3 separate regions of the Mus musculus genome follow, and all the other regions are linked to region 3. The links are chromatin contacts, called in public Hi-C and HiChIP or PLAC-seq maps. All regions are on one chromosome and are shown on one strand. Each heading gives the region's core, a stretch centred on a gene start, on an enhancer-like site or on the middle of the called end of the contact. The rest is flanking DNA. Distances are from core to core; before and after follow the strand shown.

Region 1 (4,597 bases), core at 822-3,321, 130 kb after region 3:
GAGTCCACGGGACATATGCCCTGGGCTCTGTTCTCGAGGGATAACCTACTAGACAGGCCACATGGCTGCCCCTTGGCTACAGGTGCCTGCTTCATTTTAGTACCAGGCTTTCTGAGTGGCTGACTGTGCTGTTTGGCTGGAACCTGTCTGGAGACTGGAAGAAGGCTTGGTGCCACCTGCAGACCTTTTTGGGAATGGCCTCCAGAGGTGGGTGTGTGACTAGAGTTTCAGTCCTGAGCCCTTCCACTTGAAGCTCACAGCTTGTGCAGTGCAGTATGGGGAAGCAGACCTTGGTCTCTGGGAGGGTTCTAAGAGAGGGATCAGAAGGGCAGTGGGAACTGGACCAGACGGGAAGGGCTCTCAGGACAGAAGAACCAGGAGGGACTCACCGTTGGCCCAGAGAGGCAAGACAGCCTAGAGATTGGTGTGGATGGGCCTAGCCAGCAGTCCCATGCCATGAAAGCTTGGATCACCAGGCCACACAGAGAGAAACAGTTGGTCCATGGGGGCAGAACTGTGCCATCTCAAATTTGGGGCTAGGGCCGCTTCAGGGACCCTTGCGACTGTGCCAGAGACAAGGCATTTATATTCGGCTGCAGGACTCGACTGCTTACGTGCTCTAAAGCACGTGATTCCCACTGGGCAAGACAGATCGATGGCCCAGACAGGCCGAAGGAGCAGAATTAAAAGCTCCTGAGAAGGCAACAGTCACTCAGCCTGGACACCGTCTGCCCTCACTCTGTAGGGAAGGCAGTGTGCAGCCCAGCAAGCCAGAGAGCACCTCAGGGCCTCTCTTATTCTCCCTCTTCTCTACTCTGTCTAGCTGCCCTACCCACAGGGCCCCAGGCTCCGTGGTATGTGCCTCACACTGGAAGCTTAGTTAGGTGCAAGAAGCTGATGGTTTTACAAACAGCATCCAGCAACGTGTATCAGGCTTGTTTTTTAATCATGTTTTGTTGTTGTTGTTTGTTTTGTTGTTGTTGTTTTTTGTTTTTTAGATTGCAAATGTCCTTTGAGAGTGCAGGTCCCAGAGTCCAGGCACTGCATGGTGATTGTCTTTTATTTTCGTCTTTCATATAGAACAGTATCTGGATCCAGTTTAAAGCCTTTGGGTATCATCTAGCCTCTTTGCTCACTTCTGGGGCTGAATGCCAGTAACTAGCCCCACTGTTGTACCTGGGTCTCATCTTGACAGCTCAGAGGCAATGCCTGCCTCCCAACCCCTTTCTTTTCCCAAGACTAGAGATGCCGGACCTCAGACCACGCTAGACTCCCTTTCCCTGGGTTAGGGGGAGGCTGGAACTCTTCTGGTTTTAGGTTCTCCTAACTGACCTGGATGGAAATATTTAAGGCCATAGGATTATCAGCGGGGACAAGTGTGTCCTCCCTGTGTCCTGTTCCAGGGTAGGCCTCCTGCCTCCCCGCCTGCTCTGTGATTCTCAGGAAGGCAAGGCATGGAACTCCAGGCCTATTAAGGGTCTTCCCCAGTGGCCAGTTAGGCGCGGGCGCTGCAGACTAGCTGGAGAGGCGTGGGGGAGGGGACATCCATTCCTGCCATTCAGCGACCAAGTCTTTCTAGGGACCCCTGGGCAGAGCGAGAGAAACCGGTCCCAGTGGAACGAGGGTGCAGGGGTCCTGCTAAGTGTTGCTAGTGATGACTTACACTGAGGTCGCCCAGAAGAAGGGAGGGAGGAAGGGGAGGTGAGACCACAGCGGTGGTGGTGGTGGTGAGCTCGGAGGAGCCCAGCTCCTTCTGAGCTCTAGGGTGCCCTACAAGTCTCACCAGCCTACGCATCCCCGTTCTCCAAGGCTGGAGCTGGGACTCCAGGGCTCCTGTGGCCACATTCAGCTGGCTCGCGGCCCTCCCTGCCTCGCCGCCCTCCCTGGCCGCGCGACCGCCGGAGCCCCCTCCCTCCCTCGCCGAGCTGCGCGCTCCGCCCGTGCAGCCGCCACCACCACCGCCACCGCCGCCGCGTGCTCCTGCTGCCTTCTCGCTTCAGCCGAGCCAGCCAGAGGAACGAGGGGGGGGTGGCAGAGAGAGAGAGAGAGAGAGAGAGAGAGAGAGAGAGAGAGAGAGAGAGAGAGAGAGAGAGAGAGAGTCGGCGAGGCAAGCGGAGCGGGGACACGGAGCCGTTGCTCCGGAACCGGCGGAAACCTCCTCGGACAGCAGTCGGGCGCCTGCCCCAGCAGCTCGCGTGGTCTCCGGAGACGCCGCGGCAGCCACCGCCGCTCCAACCCGGCCTCTCGCGCCCCTTGCCGCCGGCTCGCCGGGGCGGCCGGGATGCAGCCGGGGCATGGCCGCCAGGGCCCCGTCACCTGCCGTGGGGAACGCTGAACCCGTGAGTAGCCAGACCCTGGGCTTCCACCTCGGTCACGACCATCGCGAGGGGCCGGCTGGGACTGTGGGCACGGCCCGGGGAGGGGCGCACGGGACCCCGCAGTGGGAGGCGGGGCCGGCGAGGACGCGGGGCTGCGGAGCGTGGCTGGGGACAGACCTGAGGTCGCGCGAGGATGGGGTGGCGCCCTTGGGGGTCAGGGGTCTGCGCGCGAGGTCGGGGTTCCCGAGTTGTGCGGGGGCTGGGGTCGTGGCTCCGGGCTCCGGGCTCCCCTGGGAAACCAGAGGGGAGATTTTGTAAATGGGAAGGCCCGGGGTCAGGCTCCATGGAGACACCGGGGAGTCCCGCGCGCTGCGTGCCCGTGGCGGCGGCGGCGGCGGCGGCGGCGGCGGCACAATGCCCGGCTCTGGGAACTCCCAGGATTGGGGGGAAGCCGTGGCGCACGGAGATCCCGGCCCGCGGGGCGCATCAGGGAGGCGGCCCCAACCCGCAGGGCTGGAAGCACGGCTGGCGACCCTGATGCGCTACGGCGTGCGACTCTCGCCATCCTCAGGCTCGGGAGGGCTGCTGGGGTCCAGGAGGAGGAGAGCCGGCCGAGGGGACTGACTGATGACCTCAAGGAGTTGTGGGAGGACTGAGGTCCTCCTCGGCTCTCTCGGGAGGACCAGAGCCCTCAGCATAGCGGCACGCGTGGAACAGGCGCGGGTGGCGCACAGGGCTCTCTAGTCCGCGAGCTGGGGGGCGCTCGGGGCCGAGTCTTCCCAGAGGCGTGAGCAAGGATCGGAGGTTACTGCTCGCTTTGGCACAGCTACAGGGCTGGGACAGCCCGGCTGGGAAAGCTTTGCTAAGGTGGCCTGCACAACCCTAGCCCAAACTTTCTGACTTGTGGCCCCGGGAGGTGGTGGGATTCTCCTGGGGCTGTCTTCTTCAGGAGAAAGGTGTCAGGGGGTGGCTTCAGGCCGGCGGTCCTCTGGGAGCTCCCTGATGAAGCTTCGCCCCTATCCATTGGCATGCAGCCCTTCAGTGTCCTGGCCACCCAGGTCCCGCACCCAGTCTGTACCCGGAGCAAGACGCGACCAGCACGGGGGGGGGGCATTGAGACCCTATTAGACAGCTGGAACAGACCCAGGATCTTGGGTCTTGCATGAGATTGGGGGTTGGTTGGCTGTTCACGAAGCTCACTGACGTCGGCTAGTGTGTGTGGGCTGCGAGGTGAGGAGGGTCCAGGATGGCCGAGCCACATCCCCGCTCCCCCTTTTGGATTCTGCTTTTCAGACGCACTCTAATTATTTAATGGTCACTTTTAAAAAGGACGCCGGTGGCGCCAGTAGTCTCTCGATGTGCGAGACACCCACAGTGGGAGCTATGGACAGGGACTGAGGGATCCTTTCTTCTTCTGGGCAAGTCCCTTCCTCCTCCGGCTGGAGGTGAAGTGCCTTCTGGTGCGCGCAGGGTCGTTAATTTTCTGTCACAAACGCCGGCTAAGCTGGGGACGCCTCGGGAGCGCATCGGGGAGTCTAGGGTCCAGAGCAGGTACGGGGCTAATGGAGTAGGGTCTCGGGTAATGAGGTCTTTCAGCAGAAATCAGCTTTGGTTTTACTGGTCTGCAAAAAATAATGAAAAAAAAAAGTACAAACATTATGGCAGACTGAGCTCATTAAGTGCGCATCGCGGATCAGGGCGGATGTCTTAATCAGGCTGCGCTGGTAACGGGGATATTACACTAATTAAAACCAGACCCTCCAGGTGAGCGACTACTGGGAAGGGAGAAAGTTGTAGAGAAGGCGCCTGCTGGTGGAAGAGAGGCGCTGGCGAGGTGGTCAGGGCCGCTGTAGGGTGGGCATGTGGGGCAGGGGGCGCCTTCTCAGAGCCAGCCCCTCGTCCCCCGCGGGCGAGGAGCTCCCCTGGGCCCAGAGGGAGGATCGAGCTGCCGCCTCCGCCCTCCCCGGGGACCAGAGGCCTCCCTGCGTGGGAGCTAAGCGCACTGCACACTCGGGGAAGCAGCGCTTAACCCCTACTTTCCCGGCTGGGCTTGGAGCTCTGGGAACACTGGGCTGTAGAGGGGAAGATGGGGGAACCCATAGGAGGCTAGGGAGGTGAGGCAGAGCTGAAGCGGGGCGCATCAGACCCCATTAGATGCTCCTAGGGAGGCAGCTGAGTGCCAGGGGAGGGTTGGCCAGGTCATACAGGCTGTTTGCCCCAAGCCCTGAGGATTTCTGGTATAGATCAACGTTTCCAACTGTCTGCCCGCCCTCCCACTC
Region 2 (4,347 bases), core at 1,371-3,870, 210 kb before region 3:
CCCCTGGAGGGGAGTTAATAAAAGTGAAGCATGAGCCTTGGGCTCCACGGGCGTGCATTATTATTATTACTTATGTGTGGTATGTATATATATATATATATATATATATATATATATATATATGTGTGTGTGTATATGTGTGTGTGTGTGTGTGTATATATATATGTGTGTGTGTGTGTGTATATATATATATGTGTGTGTGTGTGTCTGTGTCTGTGTGCGCGCCTGTGTAGCCATGGAGGTAAGGTTTCCACACTGAGTGTTAGTTTGTTCAGACAGCGTCTCCTGCTGAACCTGTTACTCACTGGCTGATTAGACTGACTGGCCAACAGGCCACAGCAATACTACAGCCTCTTTCCCAGCTCTGGGGTGCAGAGGTCCCCTGCCTGGCTTTTACTGTGGGTGCTGGGTGGACCCACATCTTTATGACGACAAAGCAACTGCCTTGCCGATTGAGCTAGCTCCCGGAAGGCCTTCTTTTGGAGGGGGCTACGGAGAACCATGAATCAAGGCATTGACTCCAGGGGCTCAGAGAGTCCTCACACTTGGGACACTTCACTACAGTGATGGGGGAAGGGAGCGGGGAGAGGGCGTGGCTCGGGGCTCTGGGCGGCGCCTCACCCCCAGCTCCGACACCATCTGTTCCAGCTGCTTGTTGAAGAAGTTGATGAGGCTCTGCTTCCTCTCAATGAGGATGGTGCGCCGGGCGATCTCGCTCTCGCTGTTGGTGATGAGATCGTTGAACCTCTTTACCTCCTTGTCCATCTCTGCCAGCGTCTTCTTATGCATGTCTATTTTGCAGTTGGTGTTGGTGATGTCCAGGGTGGCCTGGGCGATATCGCCGTCAATTTTTGAAAGATGTGTCACCTGAGGGCACGAAGGGACATAGGTGTGAGCTTTCTCCGTCTTTGGCTGGGCTAGACTGCAGTGTCCTCGACATTCGACTGGTATATGAAGAGATCCCTGCATGCCATCAGGAGGAAGCTAACTGGCCCTGCATCTCAAGGACCTTCAAGGACCACCACAAAGCACAAGGGGCCTGCTTACCCAATGGAGACAGCGTGCATAAAATAAAGCAGTGTTGTGGCCCATGCCTGTGATTCTAGCTGATGGGAGGCTCAAGTGTGGGCCACAAAAGACATTCTCTTTGTCTCTCTCTCAAAAAACGGATTGGGGGCTGGAATGCTGGTTTTTTTGTTTATTTATTTTTTTGAGACACGTCTTTTTTTTAAAAGATGTATTTATTTATTTTATTTATTTATATGCGTACACTGTCACTTTCTTCAAACATACCAGAAGAATGCATCAGATCCTGTTATAGATGGTTGTGAGCCACCATGTGGTTGCTGGGAGTTGAACTCAGGGCCTCTGGAAGAGCAGTCAGTGCTCTTATTCCCTGAGCTATCTCTCCAGCTCCTGTTTATTTCTTGAGACAGGGTTTCTCTGTGTAGCCCTGGTTGTCCTGGAACTTGCTCTGTAGACCAGGCTGGCCTCAAACTTAGAGGTCCCCCTGCCTCCGCTCCTGGCTGCTTCATGTCCTTAATCCCAGCATGTGAGAGGCAGAGGCAGGAGGATCACCGTGACTCTGAGAACACCTTGGTCTACATATTGAATTCCAGGCCAGCCAGGGTTATATAGGTTATATTACACCTTGAAGGGAGGAAGGAGAGGAGCGGGGAGGGGAGGGGAGGGGCGAGGAGGAGAGAACAGGGGAGAAAGCAAGCTGTCCATGTCTCGTTTTTCTTGTAAACAAGCAGGGTACAAGTTTGGGGAGGGAGCGTGTTGAATCATGGGCAGCTCTTATCACAAAGCCACCAGGAGGACCACCTGGAATCCTACCTTTCTCCCAGTGTAGCGTATGTCCTCCTGTGCTCCTCAGGAGAGCATGGTGGGACCACACTCCACTGAACTCTTTAGTCTGACAGATCCTGTCTCATTTTCTTGTGTAATTAAAGAAAAAACAATTTTTTTGAGACAGGGTTTCTCTGTGTAGCCCTGGCTGTTCTGGAACTCACTCTGTAGAGCAGGCTGGCCTCGAACTCAGAATCCGCCTGCCTCTGTCTGCCTAACAAGTGCTGGGATTAAAGGTGTGCGCCACCACCAGCAAAAAAAAAAAAAAAAAAAAAAAAAAAAAAAAATTGTTTTGAGAGTCTCTCAGTGTGCTGGCTGACCTCAGACTCACAGTGATCCACCTGCCTCTGCCTCTGCCTCCCAGAGGCTGAGATTAAAGCTGTCTGTTTTTTGACAGCTGTGCAGTGCGCAGTGAGACTCTGCATCCTGCATGGCATCTTTCTTCCTCTTGCACTGTGACCAGATGCAACACTGCCCTCTGCCACCCAAGGCAAGCAGCCTGGCCACCCAGGACCTCAGGACCTTGTCACTGCCTCTGAGTTTATAATGAGATTCTGCATCGACACACACACACACACACCCCCTTCCTCCTGCACCAGCTCCAGACAGAACGTGACTGCCCTCCTTCTGATCCTCTCTCCAGACAGGCTCCTTCCCTCCCACACATGTCACCAGTGCACAGGACTTTTGAGTACCGGTGTCCCCTTTCAAGGGCTATACTTCTGTTTGAAAACCATGGTGACATACAAAGTTGTTAGCTTAAAGACTCTTTACTGCCCTCTGGTGGGAAAAGGTGGTGATAGTTCATGTCCAGTCTAGGACAGGGCAGGGTGGGGCCAATACTGGTCTGGGCAGCTATGGGGCCGGGCAGGCTACTTCATACCCACCACGCTCCCTAGAGTCTCAAAAGTCCTTAACCACCTTCTCTCGCTCCCTGCCCTGCTCCCAAGGAAAGATTCCAAGGAGATCCAGTTGGGCCATATATGCATTAGCTGCTGCCAGCCGTGTCCAGTCAGGGCAGAAGTGAGCTCCCCTCCTGCCAGGGTGTGTGTGAATCACGGATGCCTAGGCTGCCGGACAAGTGGCTGTCCTTTTAGGAGGACAGGTGGCAACAGCCATGTCTACTCCTGATAAGTAGTCACTATGTCAGGAGTGGTGGCTGGCGACTGGGCAGGTTCTCTGCCTCCTTCCAGATAACAGGAAAGACAGCTGAGCTCCCGGGGGCCTGAAGCTGCCTGCACCCAAGGCCCTAGCCAGAGGGAGCGCTGAGGCTCAGGTTCCAGGGAGCTGGATTCAAGACTTAACTGAAGAGACACTTGGGTGTTCCCCATCTCCCAGGTTCCAGGATGGAACCAAAAAGCCTGTGTTGGGGTGGCACAGCTGGAGCTGAAAATGTAGGGAGTGGGGCTGGAGATCCACTCCATCTGGCTCAGCCGTTAAGAGCACTGACTGCTCTTCCGAAGGTCCTGAGTTCAAATCCCAGCAACCACATGGTGGCTCACAACCACCCATAATGAGATCTGACGCCCTCTTCTGGTGCTTCTGAAGACAGATGCAGTGTGCTTATTTTTAATAATAAATAAATCTTTGGGCCGGAGCAAGCAGGGCTAGTGTGAGCGGGACTGTCCGGAGCGAGCAAAGGACCTAAATCCAATTTCCAGCAACCACATGATGGCTCACAACCATCTGTACAGCAGTGTACTCATATACATAAAATAACAAATAAATAAATCTTAAAGAAAAAAAGAAAATGTGGGGAGTGTATCTGCATGGGGTGGGGCAGCTGATAGCATGGACCGGCGCTGGCCGGGCCAGGGTGGGCCAGACTCTCTTCCTAAGACTGTGTGGTGTGAGAAAACAACTGAGCAGTCCTCCTGTGGGGATGTGTCCTCAGCCAGACTCAGCCAGGCTGTCGTGCTCCCTTAGGGGGTGGGGCCATGCCCTCCTCAGGGCCACTCGAGACAGAGATTCCAGCGGGATCCTACCATGTGATGAAAGGAAGGAAAAAAGGAGCAGGGTGTGGGGGCTCACCCCACAATCCAGCACTTGAGAGGTGGGGGCACACAGACAGCCACGGGTCTGAGGCCGACATGTGCTCTGTGGTAAATCCTAGGACAATCGGCTACAGAGAGAGACCAGTCTCAAAAAATAAAATAAAATACAATACAATAAAATAAAACAAAACTGTGCCACAGGGGGCTGGTGAGATGGCTCAGTGGGTAAGAGCACTGACTGCTCTTCCAGAGGTCCCGAGATCAAATCCCAGCAACCACATGGTGGCTCACAACCATCCATAATGAGATCTGATGCCCTCTTCTGGTGTGTCTGAAGTCAGTTACAGTGTACTTATGTATAATAATACATAAATCTTTGGGCCAGGGCGAGCAAGGACTGAGCAAGTGTGGCTGACCGGAGCGAGCAGAGGTCCTAAAACTCAGTTCCCAACAACCACATGAAGGCTCACAACCATCTGCACAGCTACGTACGTGTACTCAT
Region 3 (4,727 bases), core at 1,136-3,635:
AAGACACACAACTTAGGGACAGAGTTCTCCTCAAAACCCAAGCTGAAGGGAAACCACCATCTTTTACTTGATCGGCAAACTTCCCAGGGATAAGAAAGAGAGGAAGAGCTGATGCCCACCACCACCACCACCAGCAGCCACTCCACGCAGTTCCCTGCCACTGGCTTCAAGGTGGCCCTGAAGCCGGCTTGCAGAGCCGCGGCCCCCGCTAAGCTCCGGGTGGCCCGACAGCCAACGCCCGCGGCGGGCAACAGATTCCAAGCGCGGGCAGGCGGAGCAACTAGAGCGACCCGGGCGGAGGGCTAGGGTGGGCTTTCTCTGGGCGGGGAAACCAGACACTTATAGGCGGCTGAGACCGACTTTATTTTTACTGCCCAAACTGTTGGAAAGTATTTAAGCTTAAACAGAAACAGCTGTATCGCTGGCACCGGCCGACGAAACTATTTGTTACCAGGAATGACTTTTTATGATTAAGGACCCAGCCGTCGGCGGTCTCTTGAAGGCGGCGGGCGAAGGTCGCCGGGGCGATGTGGGCATCCTGGATCCGCTGTTCGTTGAGAACCGAGAGGACTCCTCACCTGGAGCACACCTTACTATGTCTAGGAGTGAAGCCAAAAACTGGAACCTGCGACTGTTGATGCAAGAGGAGGCCTGGGGAGTACCGGCGCAGCGGGCCCAACTCGGAGCTAGCCCCAAGGCCAGCACTGGCGCGTGCAGTGTGTAGCGCCTTGGACCCGAGGCCAGCTTTGCGCTCTGGGCTTCCTGCCTTTCGAAACAGACTCCTTAGCTCGCTGTTTTCCGGGCTTCGTCGTTTTTTCTTTTTCTCTCTCCCCTTTTCCCAGCCTCTTCTTGGCCAAGGGAAACTTTTTTCAGCCAAGTTGATATCGCGATTTAAATAAATTGTGTGTTCCGAGGTCGGGCTCTGTGATCTGGAGCTTGGGTAGTAAAAGGGCAATGTGGGGATAGCTGCTGTTGAACCCCCCCCCCCCCCGCGCCTCAACAGGGGTTACCACGAGGGGAGGAAAGAGAGCCTAGGAGCAAAAGGTCATTGAGTGTACTCAGGTGTGTAAAAGGGACTGAGGCATCTCTGCGCGACCCTCGTCCCCTACCTGGGACTTGCCATCTTCGCGTCGGGGGTGGGGGTGGGGGTGTCTCTTCCAGGCCGCACTAGATACCGCCACACCCCTCAAAGTCCATACTGATGTTTGTCGGGAATCCCCCGCTTACGCTTACGTCGTCTAGAAGAGCCCGAGACAGAAAGTGCACTAGCTCTGCACCCAGGTCTGGAGCAGAGCCGCGGCGCCTCCAGAGCTAGCCAGGCTCTAGGCTCTGCCTCGATGGTCATAGGCTCCTTAAACCCACCCAGGCCGGGACAGATGTGGTCAGGGTTGACTTCTCTCAGGACTGAGGAGTGGATTGGACGGAAACTGCAGGCTGGGTCAGGAATAGAGGCTGGGGCAGGGCAGCTGAGACTTGGGGACAATGAGGGTGGGAAGAGGAGGCTCGCGACCCCTCCTGCAGGGTCTCGCTTCAGGATGGATTCAGGCGGTAAACACTGGCTTGTGCCAGTCTGCTTTGGGCTTCTGAGCCCGGAGAAGCGCCCACGCCAGCTCGCAGGACCCGGAGGGTGGACGCGGGCAGCGCTATGCGACTGGAGACCAAGAGCAGGCTCATTGATTTGTTAGCTGGATGGGACTGGTGAAGAAGGGAGGAGGGGGCGTTGCCATGGAGACCCAGGGTGCGCGGCCGCAAGGGAGGGGTCAGGGAATTAGTAGGTTCGGCGCAAGCGACGTAGGTCCGGGGGTTCGGGCGCGGCTCGATGCGCCCCAGCACCTGTGCATTGTGCATCAACGGCGGCTGGCGACCAGGATGGCGCCAGCTAGGGCATGGGCAGGTGGGGAGGGCCTGGGTCTGCAGAGGGGCAGCGCCTGGCTGGCACCTACGCAGGGAGCCCTAATAGCTCGGCGGGGCAAGCCACGCACCCGGGGAAACGCTGGGCAATCAGGCAGGGGGGCCAGGGGCGGGAGCCTAGGGCAGCGGCCCCCCTGTCCAGCCGTGCAGACTGACAGCAGCCGGGCCCGCCCCGCTTGGCGTCACTTCCGCTGACGGCTCGCTCCCCCTCCCTCTGGGTCTCTGGAGTGGACAGAGACCCCGCCTCCTGGCTATTGGAACGCGGGTCACGTAGCAACGCAGGGGAGACGGGGAGAGGGGCGTGGCCGGGCGCTAGTCCAATCAGCGCCCGCAGAACGGGCCCAGGACGCTTGGCTTTAGCAACGTCGTTAGCAACACGTGGGGCGGGAGGAAGCGCTGGGAGGGGGTGGAGGGAGGGAGAGTGCGCGGGGGAGGGAGGAGAACTGACGTCAGCGGGAGAGTATTATGGGCTGTCGAGGGCTGGCTGCTGCTTTTCTGCTCCTGGAAGCGGCTGAGGGGGGAAGCGGCGAGTCAACATGGAGCTCTCGGCGGTGGGGGAGCGGGTGTTCGCGGCCGAAGCCCTCCTGAAGCGGCGCATTCGCAAAGTAGGTGAAGGGGAAGGCGGGCGGCGACGCGAACTCTCCCTCACCAGGGCCCAGGCTCCCTCCCCTTGCTGCAGCCCAGCCTCCCTTCCCCCAGGTCCCAGCAGCGGCCGCGGCCGTGGCGGCGGCGGCGGCGGCTCAGCCCCAGCGCTCTCCTTAGACTTGCAGCCCTGCACAGATTGCATGGATGGGGGGTGGGGTGGGGGATGAATGCCGGTGCATGCACTTTGTGCAGCGTTTCTGCAGGGGTGCTGCAGTGGACTGGTTCCTTTGGCGGTAGTGTTTGGAGCATTCATTTGGTGCATGCATTTTCGTGTGTATTTCTTGTGTCCTCGTCATGCATTTCTCCCCACGCACACACATACACAAGCATTTTCCCTTTTGCATCTGCAGGGACGCATGGAATATCTCGTGAAATGGAAGGGCTGGTCGCAGAAGTAAGTAGGTTATATGCAATCGCTACCCCACACTGATATCGAGGAGGGTTCTTTCTTCCTCTTTTCCCCTTCACATTGAAATACAACACAAGGCAGCCGGAAAAGTTGCACACACATACACGCCCTCCACTCTGTCCTCTCTCTCCTGCTCCAGGGACTGATGCTCCATTCTTCCTGGTTTCCTTTAGGTACAGCACGTGGGAGCCCGAAGAAAATATTCTGGATGCTCGCCTCCTTGCAGCCTTTGAGGAAAGGTACAGACCCTTAGCCTAGCCACTCACTAGAACCCATACACGCTGACTTCGGTGCAGCCAGGACACACCCCCTTCTCTCTCTTTTCTTTCTTTAGGGAACGGGAGATGGAGCTCTATGGCCCCAAAAAGCGAGGACCCAAGCCTAAAACCTTCCTTCTCAAGGTATGTTGCGATCTCCAGAGGTGGAGTGTGCCGTTCAGGGAGGATCTGCAGGGCTTGTAAATCAATGGGTGCCCTTGCCTTGTGTGTATTTGTAATCTGGACTTCTGTCAGAGGCCCCATCACGGAGTTCTAGAGGCAGGACTTAGCTGCACCAGAAGGCCTTCATTCCCACCCCCCCTCCAGCCATCCCAAGTAGACCTCTGTTACACAAGGAGTCTGTTGGTTGCAAATGGCTTCTTCCAGACAAACCCTCATTCCCCTCCCCCAGACTATTACTAAGAGCCCACCTCCCCACTCAATTAGAATTTCCCAGGCATCCAGGGAAAGTTGGGCAGTCAAGGCTAGAGGTCGTGGGGGGGTGGGGTGGGCGGGGGCGGGGCTTTTTTCTCCTCACAACAACTTCCTTCTGCAGGCCCAGGCCAAGGCAAAGGCCAAAACCTATGAATTCAGAAGTGACTCTACCAGAGGCATCCGGATCCCTTACCCAGGCCGCTCACCCCAGGATTTGGCGTCTACTTCCAGGGCCCGAGAGGGCCTGCGGAACACGGGGCTACCCCCACCAGGGAGCAGCACCAGTACCTGCAGGGCAGACCCACCTCGGGACCGGGACCGAGAGAGGGACAGGGGTACCAGCCGTGTAGACGACAAGCCCAGCTCACCGGGGGACAGCTCCAAGAAACGAGGACCGAAACCCAGGAAGGAGCCCCTGGACCCTTCACAGAGACCTTTGGGAGAGCCCAGTGCCGGCCTTGGAGAGTACCTGAAAGGCAGGAAGCTGGATGAGACCTCTTCTGGGACAGGAAAGTTCCCAGCTGGCCACAGTGTGATCCAGCTTGCTCGAAGGCAGGACTCAGACCTGGTGCAATATGGTGTGACCAGTCCTAGCTCAGCAGAGGCCTCGAGCAAGTTGGCTGTGGACACCTTTCCAGCCAGGGTAATAAAGCACAGGGCTGCTTTCCTGGAGGCCAAAGGCCAAGGTGCCCTGGACCCTGGTGGTGCCAGGGTTCGACATAGTTCAGGCACCCCAGCCTCAGTGGGAAGCCTGTATCGGGACATGGGGGCGCAAGGGGGAAGGCCCTCCCTCATCGCCAGGATCCCAGTGGCCAGGATCCTGGGGGACCCAGAGGAAGAGTCCTGGAGCCCCTCTCTGACTAACCTGGAGAAAGTGGTCGTTACAGATGTGACCTCAAACTTTTTGACCGTCACCATTAAGGAGAGCAACACGGACCAAGGATTCTTTAAGGAAAAAAGATGAATTGCCGGGGTGGGAGCCCAGGACCAGTGCAGGGGAGAGTGAGCTCAAATGGCTTAGTGCTTTTTATTTCTGGGTGACTGTGGCCTCTGGCTGGTCCTGTCCTTCT

The links. Hi-C and Micro-C count contacts between places; a contact is called where the count stands out from the background. HiChIP or PLAC-seq counts read pairs in DNA pulled down with a chosen protein or histone mark.
Region 1: a contact with region 3 is called in a Hi-C map of embryonic stem cells, with 6 times the contacts expected there. The contact joins the promoter of Rbfox3 here to the promoter of Cbx8 in region 3. A contact is called at or near these places in 2 of 39 promoter capture datasets (embryonic stem cells and epiblast stem cells), 11 of 484 Hi-C or Micro-C datasets (cerebral cortex, cortical neurons and embryonic stem cells) and 2 of 115 datasets of contacts at active chromatin or transcription factors (both in embryonic stem cells).
Region 2: an H3K4me3 HiChIP or PLAC-seq map of forebrain shows a contact between it and region 3, with 4 times the contacts expected there. The contact joins the enhancer-like site here to the promoter of Cbx8 in region 3. A contact is called at or near these places in 6 of 39 promoter capture datasets (cranial neural crest, hippocampal neurons, liver and 3 more), 4 of 15 datasets of contacts at CTCF or cohesin (embryonic stem cells, large pre-B cells and pro-B cells), 15 of 484 Hi-C or Micro-C datasets (B cells, CD4 T cells, the N1E-115 cell line and 9 more), 21 of 115 datasets of contacts at active chromatin or transcription factors (CD8 T cells, bone marrow-derived macrophages, craniofacial prominence and 14 more) and 5 of 9 other capture datasets (adipose tissue, embryonic stem cells, liver and 2 more).

Annotation. Positions count from the first base shown.
Region 1 is chr11:118,907,046-118,911,642 of GRCm38.p6, reverse strand. It overlaps Rbfox3 (RNA binding protein, fox-1 homolog (C. elegans) 3), which reads left to right and starts at 2,071. Exons shown (of 15, transcript NM_001039167.1): 1 at 2,071-2,339.
Region 2 is chr11:119,247,459-119,251,805 of GRCm38.p6, reverse strand. Ccdc40 (coiled-coil domain containing 40) reads right to left here. Exons shown (of 21, transcript NM_001364767.1): 14 at 622-867; 15 at 1-3. It overlaps Gm35932 (predicted gene, 35932), which reads left to right. Exons shown (of 3, transcript NR_168666.1): 3 at 1-1,089. Among named protein-coding and RNA genes, the nearest start is that of Gm35932, 3.8 kb to the left of the region's middle. Within about 2 kb of position 2,620, at least 21 of the 459 cell types and tissues checked have an H3K27ac peak or open chromatin away from gene starts, as enhancers often do. A contact at or near this core is called in nephron progenitors, where this site is marked.
Region 3 is chr11:119,038,571-119,043,297 of GRCm38.p6, reverse strand. Cbx8 (chromobox 8) reads left to right here and starts at 2,385. Exons shown (of 5, transcript NM_013926.1): 1 at 2,385-2,516; 2 at 2,907-2,950; 3 at 3,139-3,204; 4 at 3,300-3,366; 5 at 3,779-4,727. The coding sequence starts at 2,448. The coding sequence ends at 4,621.